2 separate regions of the Xenopus tropicalis genome follow, and region 1 is linked to region 2. A link is a contact called in public Hi-C data. All regions are on one chromosome and are shown on one strand. The core of a region is the stretch at or near the end of the contact, and the rest is flanking DNA. Distances in the headings are between cores, read along the strand shown.

The links. Hi-C and Micro-C count contacts between places; a contact is called where the count stands out from the background.
Region 1: a Hi-C map of neurula embryo shows a contact between it and region 2, with 2.1 times the contacts expected there. The contact joins the enhancer-like site here to the promoter of btbd6 in region 2. A contact is called at or near these places in 3 of 5 Hi-C or Micro-C datasets (brain, neurula embryo and tailbud embryo).

What each region holds. Positions count from the first base shown.
Region 1 is chr8:100,841,426-100,845,354 of UCB_Xtro_10.0, forward strand. The region is part of intron 1 of brf1 (BRF1, RNA polymerase III transcription initiation factor 90 kDa subunit); the gene reads right to left. Among named protein-coding and RNA genes, the nearest start is that of brf1, 11 kb to the right of the region's middle. Within about 2 kb of position 1,411, at least 1 of the 11 cell types and tissues checked has an H3K27ac peak or open chromatin away from gene starts, as enhancers often do. A contact at or near this core is called in neurula embryo, where this site is marked.
Region 2 is chr8:100,781,641-100,785,278 of UCB_Xtro_10.0, forward strand. It overlaps btbd6 (BTB (POZ) domain containing 6), which reads left to right and starts at 2,221. Exons shown (of 4, transcript NM_001078842.3): 1 at 2,221-2,982. The coding sequence starts at 2,636. All of the region lies in intron 5 of brf1 (BRF1, RNA polymerase III transcription initiation factor 90 kDa subunit), which reads right to left.

The sequences.
Region 1 (3,929 bases), core at 161-2,660, 59 kb after region 2:
CGTAGCCATTTTTATTTCAACCAAATTAAGTGTACTTAATGGCTTTCATGTAGGAATGTATTTCTCAAGATTGGCTTTATTCCTCTACTGTCTGTAAGTGATCATGCCTCAGGTACCAACTTTATAGCAGTTCATCATGCAGAAAACACTGTATCAAACAGGCACTATTATATAGGTCTAACAAGTTAGCCAATAGCATTTATCAAGAAAACCAGAGACTGTTTTAAAGTACATGGGATGAAAATATTTATGTAAAAAAAACTTGGAATAACTGAAAAAGCAAACCATTAAAAATCAAATAATTCTCCACTTTTTCTTCATAGAATGATCAAATGTATGACCATAACAATGCACTCATAGACACCACAAGCTGTAAAATAGACTTTTGACATATTTATTATTGAAAATGATGTATTAAACATAAGAAGATTGAGAAGTGGACTAAACTGAATAATCTCTCTGTCAAATGACACCAGCACAAAGGATTTATCCAGTTACACCTACTGCCTTGTGTTTGTTGACAAAAACAAAAGTAACAAAACAGTGCCACCTACAGTACACATCTTATAGTGCATGAGACAGAAAGCACAGGCAAGTTATATGGGATAATAATGTTATGTCTACTCTTTGTATGTAAAAGCACAAAAAACAAATTCACAAAAACAAGTCAGTCCTATAGGAATGAGAATATTATATAAACCAGTTTAGTAAGTAGTACTGATTAATGCAGCACATAATACAGAAAGTCTAAAGGTGGCCATACACGGACGATTTTAGCTGCCAATATCGATCCTTTAGACAGATTCGGCAGCTTATCTGCCCATGTATGGGCACCAATGACGGCCCCCCCTGATCAACATCTGGTCTGAAATCGGCCAGATCCCGATTGGGCAGGTTCGATTTTTCTGTCAGACCAGCTCGCTGATGTGGTCCCCTAATCGACGTCACCTATACCTGTCATTTTAATTAGATCCGAATTAGCTTAATATCGTACCAATGGAGAAAAGATAATTTAGAGGGGGATTATTGTCCCAATTAAAATTGAGCTTCATGTCATGGAAATAGGAAACTTAAATTATATTAAAAAATGATATACTGAAATAATGAAAACTTCTTCACTGTTCCCCTTAAAGCTATCTTGCTCTCTCTTTATTTTAGTTTCCATTTAGACAGCTTACATTAATTTTTGTCACAGTAGTGCCCCTTTAAATGAACATTAACTCAAATTTCTTTTTTTACAATGAACCCTGTTTCACCCTTATATTTGCATCAGAGGCACTACAGGTACTATAGTTAAATGAAGGGCTGCCCCATGGCTATTTAACTAGTAGTGTTCCTGATGCAAACATAAGGGTTAAACAGGGTTGAGCAGGGTAAAAAGGCACAGGTTTACATAGCAGATAACAGATAAGCTGTGAAGAAGACAATGGCGGTGTACAATACAATGGGTTTGTATTTGTACTGTTCCCACACTGTAACCCACAGCATGCTTTCCAATGCTTGAATCTGAACAATAAATGTCACCTAATTGGTTGCTATGGGCTACTAGGTCTGGCATAAGCTCTGCAACATTAGTCCCTTTCTATTAAGAGACATTTGTAAATTTTAGAATGTGATCATTTATTTAGGTGTATGCTTGTGTTGAAAACTTTTTTTTCGGTCTTGTGCCTTCTGTTTTAGAACTGCAATTTCCAGTGCCCCATGGCACAAAGTGGAGAATACAAGAATAACCCACACAATGTGCCCCAGTAGTCAGCCAACTCCCAGCTCTATTAGCAAGATTTGAACAAAGGCTAATACCAACTGTTCAGAAGAACCAACTCTGAACCCATAAAATCATGTGCCTTCTTTATAAATTTAGGACAACAGAACTAGAGAATATTGTTCACAAATGAGAGTATAACATTTGAGTATGCAAATAGGGGTTCATGGCTAAAACTTTTGGGAAGGACTATATTCAGTCAAATGCAAAAATTATAGATTTTGTGCATTCATTCCTAGTTGGGAGTAATTTTGCCAGACCATTCAGGTATCCATTATAGTCTGTGTGCTCCACTGATGGCTGGATTTCTGTAAATCTATGATTAAAGGCACAGTATACATCTAAAAACACTGATGCTAAAATTGAGCACAATACATAGGATTTGTGTTAATATACAAAAAAATCTGTATATTACAAATTTTTGCCATTATAAATCTACCTATGAAAAAACAAAGCCTAAGCCAAGCCTTTAAACTGCTCATTATTAAGGGCTTCTCAGTGGACTTGTAATTAGTTTTTTCAGTTTGCTTTTTGGGACCAGGAAATTACTTTACAATCTGGTTTCAATTTCTTGTTTAACTTCAGAAATAACAACAAAAACAGATATTTGTTCATTAAAATAAAAGGCAAAAAAAGTATGATCAGCACAAGTCCTATTCATCCAGCTAATGTAAAATTGGAGGTTTATAATACTTTAAATTCAGTCAATTCACATTGTAATACTTTACTGGGCAAATCCTTAACAAAGCCACTACTGCCAAACCACTCCATGCCAAGCTAGCTAAAAAGCTGGTATAGGAAGTACAGGGCCTAAACATCCAATGCCCGTTATACATCTGTAAAAACATATTAAAATGATTGCTGAAGTAAGGTTGGGCTCATTTTTGGAGAATGACTAAAGGAGCCTACCACTATCTGGAGTACGGAGGAAGATGATATCGCTGCCCAGGCCAATAGACAAATCATACAATATTTTAAAGAAAGACTATATCCCGAACAATGTAGGTCTCTATAAAAATATATTGCATAAACAAGTTCATATGTAAATCCCTGTTTTATCTAAATAAACCATTTTCATAAAAATATATTTTTTTAGTAGTATGTGCAATTAAGTAATCCTAAATAGAAAATGGCTATTTAAAGTATGGGCCACCCCTAGGGATCATACTATCAACAATCCACACAAACAAACCAAGGACACACATACATGTTAGGTCGCATAAGCAAATTAATGGACAGAGTTCTGCCTTTTACTCCCACACTACTTCCTGTTACAGTTAGAGCTGCATTATTGCTTGTCAGGTGATCTCTGAGGGACCCCAGTTTCTAGAAGTTTCTGCTATGGTGTTACACTGACCGATACATTAATATTGTCAGTAACAGGGCTGTGGAGTCGGAGTTGAGGAGTCGGAGGCAATTTTGGGTACCTGGAGTCGGAAAAAAATGAACCGACTCCTACTAAATTTAAATGGGAATAAAAAAAAAATAAATAAAGCAAGTTAAAATGTCCCAATTCACAAACAGTCATAATTAATAACTTCTCTGCTATAAGAATAAAGCCCAATGCACGCAGTGCATAAACAAACACGTTGAGTGACCATGAAGCATGCTTTTCATTGACTGTATGCTTCACTAAATGGGACGTAACGCACAGTTAAGGTGCGGCAGCTCCACTGCGTCGTGTTCCTCTGTTACAGGGAACACAATGCCCACTGTGAACCTAGCCTAACCCTCACTGATAACTAATTAAGTAAAAAAAATTTGCAGGACTAGAAATACTTGTATACGTGAAGGGAATGGATAGTCAATAGTTTAAGACTGAAGCTTTAAAACATTGTGTTTGTCTTTTGCTTTAATTGGGCAATACAGTAGAGTGTTGGCTTCCTAGCCAGCAGTTCTGTGGTTAAATGACATGTATGTCTCCTTCCTTTCCTTCAATGAATGTCGGAGTCGTGGAGTCGGAAGTATCAGAAACTGAGGAGTCTGAGTCGGAGAATTTATCTACCGACTCCACAGCCCTGGTCAGCAACAATACACATTGCTACAATTAATCTGCCAAGACTCATTTTATCGATATGCCCCTATTTGTACAGTGAGGAACATAAGTATTTGAACTCCCTGTGATTTTGCAAGTTCTCCCACTTAGAAATCATGGAGGGGTCTGAAA
Region 2 (3,638 bases), core at 971-3,470:
AGCCCTCCATACACTGCACTGTAGGATAGGAACCAATCAGCAGTTAGGCTAACCTGATAGGGAACTGAAGCCTGTCTTTGCTTGTGTGAGTGCAGGGCTGTGATTGGCTCTCCCCCTCCTACTGTGCTTCTGGCAGGGACCATTAGGACACTCCATTTCAAACACAGACAGAGAAGTGATAGGATCTATAGGGAGCTCCAATAAAGGGGCCATTTTTACAGATAGGATTAATTTTTAGCACAAAGTGAAACCAGCACCGTATATTATTCATAATTGCCTACAAAATTAGGGTTTTTCCCATTTATTGAATTCGTCCCCTTTAAATAAGAAAAGACACAGATGTGACAGTATATTAGGTCAGCATTACTTGTTGAATAAACCTATATTAACACTTTCAATATTGGATTTGTGACCTTAAAATGTCACAAGGCTTTCTGCAGAGTAGTTGCAAACATTAAAAAATATCCAGGAGCACTGTGAGACTAGGCCTGAGAATAAAAAAAAAACAGCTAAAATGGGCATAATTTGACACCCCTGCTCTTGAAAACTTACTTTGTGGTCACGATTGTAAAAAAAAATTCTGATTTTATGCATCAAGTTATAATAGCTGTTGTTACTGATATTTGTCACTTTAGACTGTTTTACTGCTTTTACCTGTGCTGCTCTATGGAGTGTTAGGGATCAGAAGTAGTGCTCTGAGCTCAAATAGTCTTCTAAATCCATAATCCAAAATTCAAATCAAAATAATTTTTTCAGCAACAAAGCATTCAAGAACCAAAGCATGAATAGCTGGATATTGCTGAATATAAAATGTTTAGTATTCAGTATTAGTTTTTAGTAAATCATCCCATATAATTGATTTCTTTTGAGAAAAAAAAAATAAAAAAACTTATAGGTTCTGAAGTACTGGCTCTCTTTACCTGAGTACCAGTGTAACAGATTCTGTGATCTGTGCCACAAAAGGAACTTTTCTAAAGAAATAGCCAGTGACAGGAAATACAAAATGCACACATCACCAACCTTAATAAATCTGTAGCTGATTAACTTCATTGCTTACGTTATGGCCTAACTCATCACAAAATGCCACAGGGGACAAATGACAATATAAATGAGAATCATGCAATTTGAGGAGCACACTCTGCGAAAAGCCACTACTGACGATATCCTATGGCTTCACTTTATTATAATGTGGTCCCAGCACAAAGTATATAATAAATAAGAAGCCCACTACATCGAAAAAGCTTAAACGACGCAGATGTTGAATAAAAGTTTCTATTTGCTATTACAAGCCATCTGACTGCACTATAACATGTGTTTATACACGCTTGCAGTAGAGCAGCCAATACTGGCTGAGATAGACACAGAACAGGCGAAGAACAAGGGACATGGGGATAGGAAGGCGCGTATTGTCTTTCTGCTTTGTGCTACGAGATACACAACTTCTTTCCATTGGTGGAAAATCATTGTTTTGAATCCGGACGGGAAAAAAAACTTCCCGAGCAAGCGCCCCCTAGCGCCCGACACAGAGAAGGACGCATCCCAAGAAGAAGTGAGGAGAGAAGGAAGGGAGCGAGTGCCTGGGACTGCCCCTCACTGCCATCTCCTCATCCCACCGTCGATCCCGATGCGCCGAGTTCCCTCTGCAAGGTACGGAACACTGCGCACAGGCAGCAGGAGCTCATACGCGACTCCCAAGGCTCTGCAGCTGTTGTACGACTAGAACTAGCACTCTCCTCATATAGCCTGAGGCTGCGCTGGGAGTTGAGAGTTGTAGTGTCACAACAGCTGGACGGGCGAAGGTCGGAACATCCCTGCGAGCTAACGAGTGCTGCAAATTGCAATACTCAGCGGGATGTGACTGCCCATGGGCAATGCCAGCTGAATGTATACATAAAGCGGGTAAGACTTTGCAAGCGGTTTAACTCTCGCAGTGCCTAAAGGCTATGACGTTGCAGCTGAGTACACCCCTCCATTATTCTACTGGGGAGAATTGCTATGCCTATGGGCTGCTAGAGCACGGAAAGCACCGGGCTAGTGGAAGAATGACATATTGTGTGATCTAGCTGCCCCTTCAGCTCCCCTCTCCCTGTGTGACAGGGGCTGTAGATGGTGCAAAGGCTGCTGTGAATGGCTGCGCTGCGCGCATTGATTGGCGGAGGCGGGCGTGACGCGCTGGCTGGCTGCTCCCTATTTGAGCTGTAGCCTTGCCCCTGTACACGTAGAGCAGCACTGAGAGGAGGAGGAGGCGCTCTGCGATACGCTGGGCATATGCTCCGCAACACAAAAGCAGAAGCAGCTGGTGCATCCCAGAGAGGCAAATCGCAGCCCCGCATTACTCGCTAGGATGTGATTGCCCGGCGTGCCCACTGCTAGGGGCTGTGTGGGATTACCGTGCCAGCGGATAAGGAGACGTGACAGGGCTGGATACTGGGGTCTTGGGGTTTGAGAAGCATCTTGGGAGTGTAAGCGCTGGCCTTGGAGTGCCCTCCCTCGGTTGGGCGCATTATTGCCCTGTGATGGACTATCTATCGGTGCGGGACTCAGATCGCTTGGCAAGTTCTAGGAGACTGTCTCATCGGGTGGCTGATGCCCAAGCCATCGCACAGAGGACCTGCTGCTAGCCGCCCCCTTGCCCATGCCACTAGACCCAGGCTGCCTTAATGGCAGGGTCATGAAGTGTTTGACTTTCTTTCTTCTGCTTCCAGAGACCTTAAAGAAGTCTAGAAAGAGTGCCAGGGCACAGGGCAAGGTGCAAGCATGCTATGAGATAGTGCCCTTGGCCCTCAAGAAGAAGATGGCTGCAGAGCTTTACCCTGCCAGCGCAAACACCAATATCGCTAACAGTAACGCCGCTGCCAACGCCAAGAAGAACGCCCTCCAGCTCCAGCAGGCTGCCCCGCCGCCGCCGCAACTCCACAACCTCAACAACAACAACATTGAGAGCGGCAACTGGCAGTCCTTCCACCCGACCCTGCGGGAGAGGTGAGCCCACAGCGCCCCCTGTGCCCATCCGCTCCCTCTGGTACCCAGCAGCACCGTGTGGCAAAGGGCACCTGGCTGGTAGAGCCAAAGCACATTCGGCTGCCACAGTCACAGCCCTAGCGAGTAATGCGTATATTCATTTACTGCCATTACTTTGCAGCAGCCCTAGCATAAACATAGCACATACACTGATATTAGTACAAAAAAAAGAGCTAGCCCTGCACGTTTTGAAGGAAAGTGATACAAGGTGTGGGTTGCAAATAGGATATGTGATATTAGGTTGGTAGAGTTCACCTCTAAATAATTGAAGTAAACCAAGCACAGCCCCATAGAGAGACCTGAAGCAGTAGTATTAATTATAAAGCTACACTACATAGCTAAGGTTCTGTGGAGCTCATTTATCAGCCTATTCATTACATATATGGCACTATCACAAACATTACTATGGTGCTGTCAGACCCTCTAGTAACCAATCACAGCTGAATGCTTTCAGAGGATGCTGGGATAAGCAACTGAACAGATGAAGGGTTGCAGATAGGAGGTCCTGTTCTGCTGTGTAAAAGCCAATTAAATGATTAGCAGCGTTAGCTACACTACAGCATATGCATATCCGACACACAGCTAGCAATATAGAGCTGTTTTACTGCATTCAGATG